Regions from separate parts of the Rattus norvegicus genome. Here region 1 is linked to region 2. The links are chromatin contacts, called in public Hi-C maps. All regions are on one chromosome and are shown on one strand. The core of a region is the stretch at or near the end of the contact, and the rest is flanking DNA. Distances in the headings are between cores, read along the strand shown. Region 1 has its middle 310 kb from the start of Pvt1. Region 2 overlaps Pvt1 (Pvt1 oncogene).

Region 1 (6,435 bases), core at 3,260-5,759, 260 kb before region 2:
TTGGTTTTTTTAATTAATGTCAAATCCCAAGTGATGGAGGCCAAGATCATATTCCTGCAAACATTCTTCACTTTTAAAGTTAACCTTCTTAAATGTTTAAAACTGACCTTTATCTTTTATTTTTATATTTCGTGGTGGTCATTTCCCAGAGAGATGTGACAAAACAATCAGACATCGGATCTAAAGAACAATATGGAGGACTCATCCTATTTGCTCATTTTCTGAAAGAGACACGATCCAGCTGTGCACCAAGACAGGTGTGCCCTGCTCTCAATGTCACAGCTAGCTATGAAGATCACTCAGGTTTTCCAGATCCACCAAAAATGCAAGAATCGTGTTTCCTCATCCTCCCATTCATGGTTAAAGAGGAAATGGGAGCCTGGGTCCTACAACAGAAAGATAAGAGCATTTACGCCTGACCCTCTGCTATCTGGAAATAGTACTAACTACACTGAACATCCTTAAGTTCATAAAGCTGGGCCACCACAGCAGGGACTTATAATCTCATCTACTCACTTGGGAGGTTAAGGAGTTCAAGATCAACCTGGGCAGTGTATAGCATTCTTAACCTTTTATCCAGAAAGTTTACAGAGCCACAGAGCCTTGCTTATTAACCTGAACTGAACACTGTGTGTGTGTGTGTGTGTGTGTGTGTGTGTGTGTGTGTGTGTGTGTGTTTCATGTGTTTCTAGATAACGGCTGTGAAGTTAATGTTTCTCAATACTCAGACAAGACTAGCGTAGGATCCTTAGAATGGGCATGCAAATACAAGGCTATGCATTTATCTGCTAGGCTCTGAAGCTATTTCAAAAAGAAGGACTCAATTGTCAGGTCAGCAGCTCTAGCACAGGATAGGGGTGCTTGATCTCAAATGGGCTTATACAGATGGCTTCATTGGTTGGTACAGGATGGTTTTTGACTAGGACAGATGGAGGCCTTCATCACTGACTTCATCCAGGAGACGAACCATGTCTTATTTACAAATACATTTATCAGAGTTCTGAAAATTGGGAAATAGGCTCAAGTGACAAATAATTTCTGCCACAATCTGATGCTCAAAGTCATGGGACTAAACCAAAATGAAGAATTAGGAAAAGAGACTTAATTTGGAAGCTGTAAAGTATACTGAGCATTTTTTGCCCCAGATATGCCCAGTAGTACTCCACAATGTTATGTCCACAAAAGGCTGAGTGTGGCCACACTTACCTTGATTTTGGCCCAGGATGTGGTGACTACTCAGAGATAAGTTAATTAACAACCCTGGACTTTGAGCCCTGAAATGCTGTCAACTAAATTCCTGTCACATTTGTACTTAAGCTGCTGATCTGGACCAAAGTATAATCTCTCCTATCCATGTTTGTCTCTGCTGCTTCATCCAGCTTTTATTCCTCTACCCCCATCAGGTAGCAATGTTTACTATGTCTCTTTAAATAATGTGCTCAATTCTGCGCATTATTTGCAGATACAGTATAAGTAATAAGTTGTTGCACTGATCCTTACAAGTGTCTAAAAACAGCAGCATTAACCACATCTCTAAACCTCCTGCCTGTTCTATGCTTGTCTGCCCAGTTCTGGGTGCACATCTGAACCTTGGGTGTCAAACCAAACCGTACAGGGATGGATGACTATCCACCATACCACAGTTCTGACATAGACCTCAGTGGCTTTTCTATTCTTTTCTCTTTAGTGGGTGCTAAGCATACAATGGTCTTATGAGTGCTAGGCAAGACTTGTGCTGCCCACCTCTTTTAGGAATATGAAATAGTCCATGAAGTTACAAAACAGGGAACAGGTAGAACCTAGAAGATGGAATTTGTGAAATTCATCCTAATATCTTTTCCTGTTCCTCCCCTCCCGCTAGGGTACATGAAACCTCTTTACATAAAAGATGAATTGGAGAAACAAAAACAAAAACAAGAGAAACAATAGGCAGGTATAACAGAGTCAGTAAAAAAAAAATGCTTTCTCATAGTGACTCAAACAAATACACATGTTGATGACATACAACTGTGCCATCACCCCACATTGCCCCAAGTGCTGTTGCCTTTGATACTGTCTGTTGTATTTCATTTCATTTTTGGACTGTGGGTCATGAACTATTAACTTGATTTTACAACCCAATAACCAGGCCATGCCCCACAATTGGAATTCACTAGACACGAGGACCTAGTGGAAAGTCTTTCCACTGTTAAACTCCAGTGACTGGTGCTTCTCTAGCTTCTGGATTCTTTTTTCTTAATCTAAGGGGCAATGATGTATAGCAGCATAAAGGATAAAATCCCTTGAGGATGAGCCTAAAGGAAGCTCCACATCAGCAGGGATCACAAGACCCCAGGGACACTGAGTAAATGAGTAGTTCATAGCTGCCAGCACAGTTTTCTCTGGAGTCAGGCTACCTACGTAGAAATCTTCATTGTGCCAGGTGTAGCTCAGTTTATATGGGTCCAGTAGTTAATCTGTCTAAGTGTCAATAACCATACCCTTTGAAATTGAGATCTAATCATTGGTATTCATTCTCCAATGAATGACAGCAAGAAATAAAAAGTATATCGTGAGCCTAAAGCGAGAAACACAGCAAGTAATCAAGGCTCCATAATGGTGATAAAGGGGTAGATGGATAGTTTTACCGTTTCAAACCTCAAGTTCAGCATTCAGTAAAAGATGTCTGTCATATTCTCACCCCCTATACTCTACATTTAGCTATCTAGTAATCCATTATTCATTTGGAAGCAAACTATCTTGTAGTGCAAGCTGATCCTAAACTTGCCACTCCATCAAAGATGACAATGAACTCTTGACCCTCCTTCCTTCACCTCCCACAGGCTGAGATTAAAGACCTATACCACCACATCAACTTACATCTCATTTGAGTAGAGATGTGAAAGTTACATTATTGGGTGTCATTCCCCATTCTGTTGTTTTCACTCGCATACTGAGCCTCACAATTGTGAAGAGTAGCAAACTGTATCTGTAGAAGCTACTGAGTGATGTATGAAAGACCAATTGCTATCAGATCATTTTAGGTACTTTACCCGTGCAATATGGCTCTAAAATTCAGGCCCTGGCTTAAAAGTCCTGGCAACACTGGTGGTTGATATTCATTGCTCTTTAGTATATCTATGTGGCCGTGTGGGCATGGATATCTGAATGTGTATATGTGGGTAAACAAGTGTGTATATTGTGCACCTGTGGGTGTGCAAGTGTGTGTCTGGGTAGGCACGTGTGTACATGAGTGTGCTGAATTTGTTTGGCTAAAGAAGTTATTTCTTATCTGTGTGCCACACAACATATCAAGGTTAGGGGACAATTAGGACAAGTCCCTACATTCCAAGGACCTATAACCTACCTCCAGTAGGAAGTAGAAATGAGAGCCTTTGAGTAGTTGCTACAATATGGATTAGAAACTAGTGAAATGATATTCATAATCAGTGCCTGTTCCATAGTAAGAGCTCAGTAAACAAGGGAGATGGAAAGGCAGACAGACAGGCAGACAGATACATATATACACAGAGACACACACAGACACACACAGAGAGACAGAGAGACAGACAGAGACAGACAGAGACAGACAGAAAGGCTGATTATATGATAGTATATTTGGGAAATTATTTAAAAACACATATAGGCATACAACCCTGAGAGGACATCTATTTCAGTCCCCTTACTTTATACTTGAAAAAGTCAACACTATGTCAGAACAAGAGCACAAGAATTCTCTGTCCATGCTCCTCAGGAAGAGATTGACACCAGTAGGACCCCTGGTTTCTGACACCCACTTAGCTCCTTGCTTTTTCTGGGATTTCTCTCCATGTCATAGGCAGCCTTCCAACTGCCCCTCCTCAAATGAAAGGAAATTATCTGTTCTGAACCAAGGAGATTCTTGTGAAAAAAATTCTTGTGAAAGCACCTCCCGTCTGCTTTCCCTCTATCTGCTCATTGATGGAGGTCAAGTAAAGGTCAAGGAATGTTCCGATGACTGGACTTCTGGGTCTCCACACCCAAGAATGCAGCCAAGCTTCAAATAAAGCAGACTGTGCGGACAAGAATTCAGACGGGCTCCCCCAAGTTCCAGGCTTCCTTTTCCTGGTAGAAGCCACCAGCTGTCTTGTTGCTAGGAGACCAGTGTAGGTAGAAAGTACAATAACTATAGTTTTCTAACTTATCTGAGAATGCAGTTTGTCTTTGCTCCCTCGGGGATTCAGCTTCCTTAAGAGCCAGCTATCACAGCCAGACAGAGGGAGACCATTTTTTTTAAATGAAATGGATAGAGCTTTTCCTGGGCATGGAGTGTTATCCAGCAGAGACCTGGGAGCTGCCAATTACTGATGCAATGTTTGGGAAAGAGTTGCTGAGTACACATGACTCAACAAAATATAACAATTTGCGTCCCTATCTCTTGGGAAGTTGTACTTATCAGAACCAATAAGAGCTGTGTGGTCAGTAAGTACACTGAGCTGTATTTATCATGAGGGAATTGAGAAGGAATTAAAGCCCCAAGGATTGTGAGTGGAGGAGATGATTTGAGTCACTATCTGTCCGGGACTTTCCTTTTCAGTGGCATTCCAATTGTACAGACCTCACCCTGGCAAATCATAGCATTGCTCAATATTAAAAACATTTGCCTGGAATGCAGGACATGTGAACTCAGACACCCCCTACAGCTTCACAGTGTGATCCCAGCATGCTGCATTCACTGGAATGGGGACAGTGCCCAGAGGTGACACAAACCACACATAGAAAGGCAAGAGCACAAAGTGTGGCAACAAGACCTTTCCCAGACTTTGCATAGCACTTAACGCCACCCACTGATGACCCTGGCAGAGATGGAAAAGGAGAGTGAACCAGTGTATTCTTTTGCCCTTAGAAGAAAGTAAGAATGTAAATTGATTTCCTCTTTCTCTGGTGGTGTGCTAATTTGTCTGAAGCAGAAAAGTGAAGAAGAAGAAGAAGAAGAAGAAGAAGAAGAAGAAGAAGAAGAAGAAGAAGAAGAAGAAGAAGGAGGAGGAGGAGGAGGAGGAGGAGGAGGAGGAGGAGGAGGAGGAGGAGGAGGAGGAGGAGGAGGAGGAAAAGAAGAAGAAGGAGGAGGAGGAGGGGGAGGAGGAGGGGGAGGAGGAGGAGGAGGAAAAGAAGAAGAAGGAGGAGGAGGAGGAGAAGAAGAAGGAGGAGGAGGGGGAGGAGGAGGGGGAGGAGAGGGAGGAGGAGGGAAGAGAAAGAGGAGAAAGGAAGGGAGGAAAAGAGAAATGGAGGAAGGAGGGAGGGAAGGAATGGGTCATACAATTTACTCCCAGTGAACTTCAGGAGAGGAAATATAATGTCATCAAATTCCCCATCTTCTCTGTGTCTAGGGATCCTCCCAGTTCAGCTGAGACAGTCAAAGTAGCAACCTGTGTTAAACTTGTTAAACTGTAAGTGAGACTATAACTTCACAAACTCAAAGAGCTATTTAATCCATGCAGTGTCTTCCAGAGCTCAGGGTTTTGCCAGTGCAGGGCTAAAGGCAAATAGAACATTCTGACTAACTATAGCAGGTCACTGCCCACCCCCGCCCCCACCATTTTCAAAGTTTCTCTAAGAGAAACTCTCCTCAAACACTTCTGATTGCTCAGGCCAGCTGTCAAAGACGATGCCCTCTTTCACACAGGACAGCAATTAGCCAAAATCATCCCAAATTACTGCCACTGTGAATCTCTAATTGCCCATCTGGGTTTGTGGTTTTGTCTAAAAAAAAAAATCATACAGAAGGGGCAAGTAAAGGGATATGAACTGAGGATTTCTGAGTAAGTGTAAACACGCTTCTTCAGAAGCAGGGGGTCAAGCTCAGGGAGGGCAAAGATATAGACAGAATGTAAAGGTGAACTTTATATCCTGAAACTCTGGAGGAAGTAGAGAAGCATGGGCTCAGAAGACAGGATCATAACCACACTGACCTTGGCAGACCACTGCAGAGTTTTGGTTGTTGACTGACTATGTGACATAGGCATTATAAGAGAATCAAAATGTAGCACTTCTGAAGTTCACTCATACTCATTGTGCATGACCTTAGGTAAGTCGAGACTTCTTCCTTCCTCTTGCCTTTCCCAGATTTGCCATCTTTCGTTCCTCCTGTATTAAATGCCTCTCAAGTTTTTCCTAGGACATTTTTATCCCACTACCCTGATTTGCCCATGTTAATGTGATAAAATATGCTAATCAAAGCAACCCAAAGGAGAATGGGATCATTCCAGCTCTCAACTCTAGGCCAGTGAGCCAGTGAAGGCAGCAGGAACTTTGAGCAGCTAGTCAAGAGCAGGCAGGGAATGAATACATGCATGGTTGGTCAAATTAGTTTCTCTCCCTCCTCCCCCCACCTTATATAGGCTAGGACCTAAAGTCAAGAAATAGTACCATTTGCTTATAGGATGGGTCTTTCTACATCAACCAGCCCAATCAAAAGAC
Region 2 (6,545 bases), core at 2,723-5,222:
CTTGTTTGACAGACAAGGAAATTGATGTTATAACAGGTTAGCTGAATAGCAAACCCAAAATTCACCTCCCAGAACACAATAGGTATAGATCGCACTTTCATACTGATCCTTCTTTTCAGAATGGCCCTGTCCCTGCACAGTGTAAACGGGGAGCATTTAGACATCAGATGGACCAGTGGGCATCCTCGTGGGATACAGACCTATACAGAGCATGCAGGAGAGCAGAGGTGCATATCTCTTCGGGAACCTGCTAGGTTCCTGATTATTCAGTGAAAACGATGCAAACTAGCAAGGAGACAAGCAAGTTCAAAAGCCTACCAGAGTTCACATTCCACCTCTGTCACCTTGTGACCATGAGAAAGCTATTTCACCTTCGTGCCCTTCCCTAAGTCAGAACTAGAGCTAAAACAGATGCTTAAGAAGTGGCTCTGGCTAAAAAAAAAAAAATAAAAATAAAATAAAATAAAAGCATTTATTGACAGCTCATGTGGGTCCACAAATTGGGTAACAGCCTAGCATTCTTGTTTCCCATTTCATATGGCCATTCCCTATACTGTGAGTTACCTGCTTACCGCTACATATAGAAATGTCTGCAGCTCAAGGAGTATGTCTACCCTTTCTCTTCCTCCTTCAAGGTTAACAACATAGACTTAGGTCATTGTCTAAAACCTGCTGTTATCTTGGATGCCAAGAACAAGGAAACCAGATGAGGGCAAATATCCATGATGCCCTGGCTGCATCCAGAGCAGAAGTTGTTGGCATCAAAGCCATTTGCAGTCAGCCTCCGAATCCATCGATGATGACCCTAGGCGACAAGGACCCTCTTGCGTCTGTTGCCATGGTATACACACACACACACACACACACACACACACACACACACACACACACACACCTGTGTGTGGTGGTGGCCCAAATAAAAAGGCAGACACCCCAACCCCTCACCCCCTCTTCTCTTCCTCGCTTCCCCCTAATAAACCTCTTCTCGTGGGACTCTGTTGGCCCAGCATATGAGCTGCCTTCTAACACAACAGAAGTAATCTGCCTTTCCTATGACACAGATTGAGCCCATCCGGCAATGACAGTGGCTAAGGTCTTTCTTGGACCACCTAAGAGAACTATAGTGAGACAATGATCAAGCATACCACCCTTTGACCAGGATTGCTTAATCATGGTGTGGCCTTCTTGCTCCTTGCTCCAAAACTTTCTCCATTCAAACCTGAAGCTCATGTCAGTGTCCCAGGAGACAGTCTTGGAGCGGAGGGGGAACTAGAACCCTTTATTTATTCCTATTTCCAGTGTGACCACACTAAGGAATATAAGTCCTCTCTCTATTTTTGCACCGTTTCTTATCTATTTAAATGGTAGACTAAGGGCCAATGGCTAAACATAGTATACAGGGGCTGCCTCTGAATATAAGCATATACAGAAGTCCAGGCTTTTGCATTAAAAATTCCAGTACTGTTCCTGGTCTTTCTTCTCCTGTTCAATGAGGAAAGAAACCTGTCATTGTTGTTTTGTGTCTTCTAAGGATATAATGGTGAAATTGGGGAGTTGAATGGTCAATATGAATGAGTTGAACATGAGCCAATCTACTACAAAAGAGGGGAGGTGGAACCCTCTCTATCTCAGTTAAACATGCTATTAAAGGGGAGGCAAGATGGCCTGATGCATAAAAGTGTTTGCTGCTGTGAGAAATGTTTCTTTCTTCAATCAACAGAGGTCTATATTCCCCGAACCTCCTCCATGCCCATCAGGCTGATTAGCCAATCATATCAAACTGAGTTTCCACCAATAAGATGGGAAATAATTACTACCTGTGTTAGGAATAAAAGACAAAGACCATTTGGTCCATGTGTGTTCACGGGCCCAATCTGAGTTCAGGTATGTCCATTCTACAAAAAGAAATTACCTTGCAGAGTCATTTTCGCATCGTTCATACATTCCTTTGTGTGGCACAGACGATTGTTTTCCAACTGATAAGGCCAGCAAATAGCCTAAGTTTAGTCCCTGGAATCCACAGGCAGAAGGAGAGAACCAAGTCCTGAAAGTTGTCCTCTGACCTACACATGTGCACTGTGGCATAAGCAAACGAATGCATGCACTCACTCCCACACAAATTCACACAGGGAGAAATAAAATAAACATAATGGGAAATATTTTTAAATGTCACTAAAAATGAACGCTGGTAGGTAGAGAAAAGGGAAGGATCAAAAGGGTAGGTCCAGGGGTTGGGGATTTAGCTCAGTGGTAGAGCGCTTGCCTAGCAACCGCAAGGCCCTAGGTTCGGTCCCCAGCTCCGGTGGGGGGAAAATAAATAAAAGGTAGGTCCAGGTCACAGAAGCAACTGTGGTACATCCGAGTTTGTGAAAAAACGACTCAAGTGGCCATTCGTATTGGAACGCCACAGTAATAGATGATGCCTCTAGAAAACCAATCAACACGGACACAAGAAAGCTCCGAAGGCGTCTATCAAACCCAGAAATCTGGTGACATTGCCTACACCTGCACCAGGGAGGCAGGGAAGGGAGGATCAGAAGGTTTGTAACAACCTCGTTCTACAGCAACACCCTATTAGAAATTCCCCATCACCATCTACCTTTGTGCTACGAGTCACAATGCTTGCCTTCAAAGCCCATCCATACCCAAAGCTGTTTCCAGCTCACTCATCACCTTCTATAGAAGGGAACAATGCCCTCCTAGTCATCTTTCTAGTCATGAGCTTCCAGATGAATTCAAGGGACGACTCTTTACCAACTTGCCCCTACAGATCTTTGAGGTCTAGCCCATCTGGCCCCAGTGCAGAAGCAGTGGCTAAAGACTGGACCACTTCCACAAGTGGCTGGCATCAGCACTAACACATGGGTCATCAGTCTTACCTAGGAAGCCATAAAAGAGACTAAGTCCCAAAGGATGGGTCAGGCTTGAGAACTAACTACCACTAGCCCACAGAGGTGACTCCACCAAAGCCACATAAGCAGAGGAAAATTTCCAGAGCCCAAACCTTAGCAGCATCTCCTGTGCTCGCACAACTATACAACCAAACATCGTTCCACTCAGGGTCAGCTAGGGCTCTCTGTCCAGTGTGAACCAGAAAGATACAGAAACCCTAAAAAGTCCTCACTGCCAAGCTCCCTGCCCACAACAGTTGAATGCCCTCCTCTACCAGAGGCAAGCATTGGACTCAGCATGCAGGCTGGCCCCACAGAGAGCCCAGGCCTTCTAAAGACATTTGTATTTCACCTTGGTAGTTGGTTTCCTGTACTACAGGTGCCTTAAGAGGGAGACTCCCGCAACCAGACATGGGGGCTGGAGGTGGGATGCTAAACCGAGTCAGGCAGGTCTGCGCATCAAATTCTAGATGTTCTGACTTCTGCTTCTCGATCTGCCTCTGAACTGGTATCATCTCCTACTAGACCCCACTTCTTCAAACACCAAATTGGTATAAGGACATAAGGACAATGCAATTAATATAAAAAAAAATTATTGCACCTGTTCCCTCAAAAAAAAAAAAAAAAAAAAAAGACTGAATTCTCAAGGGAGCTTCAGGATGCTCCCAAACTACAGCAGATACAAGAAAGTTGGCTGATCTTCCTGGGACCCGCCCAGGGCCCAGGAATCTGCCCTACTTCACTCCTGCCCCAGCTTGCTTAATCACCTCCCTGGCTCCCTGCCTGTCACCCAGCTGCTAACTTGAAATGAACTTTTGGATTCTGAATCGTAGCTGGCAGTCTGACGTGAAGGTGCGTATTCCCTAGCCCACATGCAGAGGCCTGGAAAGGAATCAGGATAAAAGAGTCCTTAAGGGGGGCAGAGAGCATCAAATGCCAGTGTGGATTGCCTTTAAATGCCCCAAGAATCAGGAAAGCCTATCTGGGTTCCACAAAGGGCTCACTGTTGAGTACAGAGCTGTAGTGTGTGTGACTCATAGCATGATTCAGCAGCCCACTAGAAGGGCATGCAGAAAACCTCTTGAGTCACTTCTAGAGGCAGGGGGTCCTGTGCCAAGCTACCGACAAAACTCAGGCTAAAGGAATGCCCTCCTCTGCCTGCCTTGCCCTCTGCCTGCGATTCAGACACCTGGCATCCCAGCAAGGGCACGTGATAGCCCTGTCATTCGGCCAGGGCAAATAGGCAGGGGCAACAAGAGTCCCATTTCCCGGCTGGGATGAGATCACTGTCGAGGGGGGAGAAAGGAAGCAGGATCCAGGACCCGGGAAGGGGTGGGGATGGCCAGGAAGTCAGCAAGCTTCCCTGCTAGGGCTGCAGCAAGCTGGCTTCTAGAACTGGGGGAGAGGAGCCAGGAATAGAACAGGGAACAAAGGGGCAAAATAGAGCCTGGGCCCAAGGGCACAATGGAACCCCCAGTGTAAATCATGCTGAATGACGTCCAGGCTCAGAGAGTATCTTGCCCCGCCTCCACCCCCAACCTCCCACCTTCCCCTCCCTCTTTATTCATCTTTATTTATTAAAACTCAACTTTGGTCACTTACCCCAGCAAAAACACCCCTACAGAAAGCTTCTGTCACAACCAGCTTGAGTCAAAATGACATTGATATATATATATATATATATTGTGGAGACCTTTCTTCAGTCAGCTGGCCACTCCAAACAGAATCCCTCTATTCTATCCCTTCTTTATGGGATCGCTGCAGCTCCTGCTGCTTCTCTTCCATACAGGCTTCCAGGAGAAGCCTGAGAAATTTGCTTTCTTTCCCCGTAACATCTAGGTCAGCAAAGTCACAAGAGCATTGGCCATGCAAGCTGGACCTCTATATTAGAGGAAGGGAGGGCCAAGGCCCTCAAGGGATCACTATGAAAGAGCATCCCGATCATTCATTTAAGTCTGGGCATGGTGGTACATATCCTTGCTCCCAGTATTTGGGAGGCAGAGGCAAGGAGGATCTTTGAGTTAGAGGTTAGCCTGGTCTACATAGCAAACTCTAGGACAGCCAGGATGAAAGAAAGAGAAAGAGAGAGAGAGAGAGGAAGGGAAGAAGGAAGGAAGGAAGGAAGGAAGGGAGGGAGGGAAGAAGGAAGGAAAGAAGGGAGGGAAGGAGGGGGGAGGGGGGGAGGGAGGGAAGAAGGGAGGAAGGGAGGGAGGAAGGAAGGAAGGAAGGAAGGAAGGAAGGAAGGAAGGAAGGAAGGAAGGAAGGAAGCGGGGTTGGGGATTTAGCTCTGTGGTACAGCCCTTGCCTAGGAAGCGCAAGGCCCTGGGTTCAGTCCTCAGCTCCAGAAAAAAAAAAAAGAAAGAAAGAAAGAAAGATGGGCTGGAGAGATGGCTCAGTGGATAAGAGCACTGACTGCTCTTCCAGAGGTCCTGAGTTCAAATCCCAGCAACCACATGGTGGCTCACAACCACCTGTAATGGGATCCAATGCCCTCTTCTGGTGTGTCTGAAGACAGGTACAGTGTATATAATAAATAAATAAATCTTTTTTAAAAAAGGAAGGAAGAAAGGAATTCTTTCTCACATTTCTATGTGACCAGAAGTTGAGAAACGGTAGGTAGTCACCTATGTTGTGACAGCAGAGAGTCTTCCTGATAATAAGGAATGTCCAGTGGCCTCAGCTCAACTCTCTCAGCCTTGTTTTGGTACTCAGGGCTTTACTTCCCTTAATCCTGGTTACCATCTTGCTGAGATGCTGCAAAGTATACCATTCAATTGTTCTATATAATTTAACTCACGGAACAACCTCAATCCTGTGAGACAGACATCACTGTGACTTCTTATTTTAGAGAGCGACTAAACAGAGGGCCAGAGAGGTTAGTGATAGTCACAGCGAGATTCAAACCTGTGGGGCCCACATCCACACATGCACGTACTAACCTTTACAGCTCACTTCCTATCGCCCCACACCTTCCAAATCAGGGAAGGAAACCAATGACCAGCTTCAGGTTCCAGTTTCTCAAATAGTGATGGACTGTCGAACTAAATGGGGGTTTGGGAGCAGGGCCACGTCAGGAAAATGTTTGTCAAAAGAAAAAGGGTTTTGAATGCACAAGAGCCAACACTTAGTTTGAGTCCAAAGCAGAAAGAAGCCGAGGTATTTCTGGAAGGGTCTACCCATGGAGCGTCATATGGTTTCCCTGTAGCGTGAACACAATTGAACTTTGTACTACACACGTCTCCATTCAGCACCCGTGAACATGCCGAATGCAGAGCCGGACCTACTGTGTGTTATGAAGTGCAGTGCTTTACAGCACGGAGCTTTCCATCCCTTTAGAAAAACAATAGCGTAAATATGGGAAACATAGACAACGTCTTTTCTATCATCATAAGTATTAAATTCATATAACCTTCCACATCATAGGTTAAAACGTATGGTTTTGAAAACTGCTATTTGGTTTTCCGTCTTAAGTTTTACTTTTTTATTATTTTTTAACGTTTTTTATATTTTGATCACATTCTTTCCCCTCTCCCAAGTCCTCCTAGACTATCCCCTTATCATCCCCCTCCCTCACACACACATACTTTGAAGAAACATTCCAGAAACCTCTGCAATGGCTTTAAAAGTACTTTTACCAGCCAGGTGGCTGGTGGT

The links. A called contact is a pair of places that touch in the nucleus more often than the background predicts.
Region 1: a Hi-C map of liver shows a contact between it and region 2, with 4 times the contacts expected there. The contact joins two enhancer-like sites. A contact is called at or near these places in 2 of 12 Hi-C or Micro-C datasets (liver and mammary epithelial cells).

What each region holds. Positions count from the first base shown.
Region 1 is chr7:95,849,930-95,856,364 of GRCr8, reverse strand. No RefSeq gene overlaps it. Among named protein-coding and RNA genes, the nearest start is that of Pvt1, 310 kb to the right of the region's middle. Within about 2 kb of position 4,509, at least 26 of the 93 cell types and tissues checked have an H3K27ac peak or open chromatin away from gene starts, as enhancers often do. A contact at or near this core is called in liver, where this site is marked.
Region 2 is chr7:95,590,643-95,597,187 of GRCr8, reverse strand. All of the region lies in intron 1 of Pvt1 (Pvt1 oncogene), which reads right to left. Among named protein-coding and RNA genes, the nearest start is that of Pvt1, 48 kb to the right of the region's middle. Within about 2 kb of position 3,972, at least 66 of the 93 cell types and tissues checked have an H3K27ac peak or open chromatin away from gene starts, as enhancers often do. A contact at or near this core is called in liver, where this site is marked.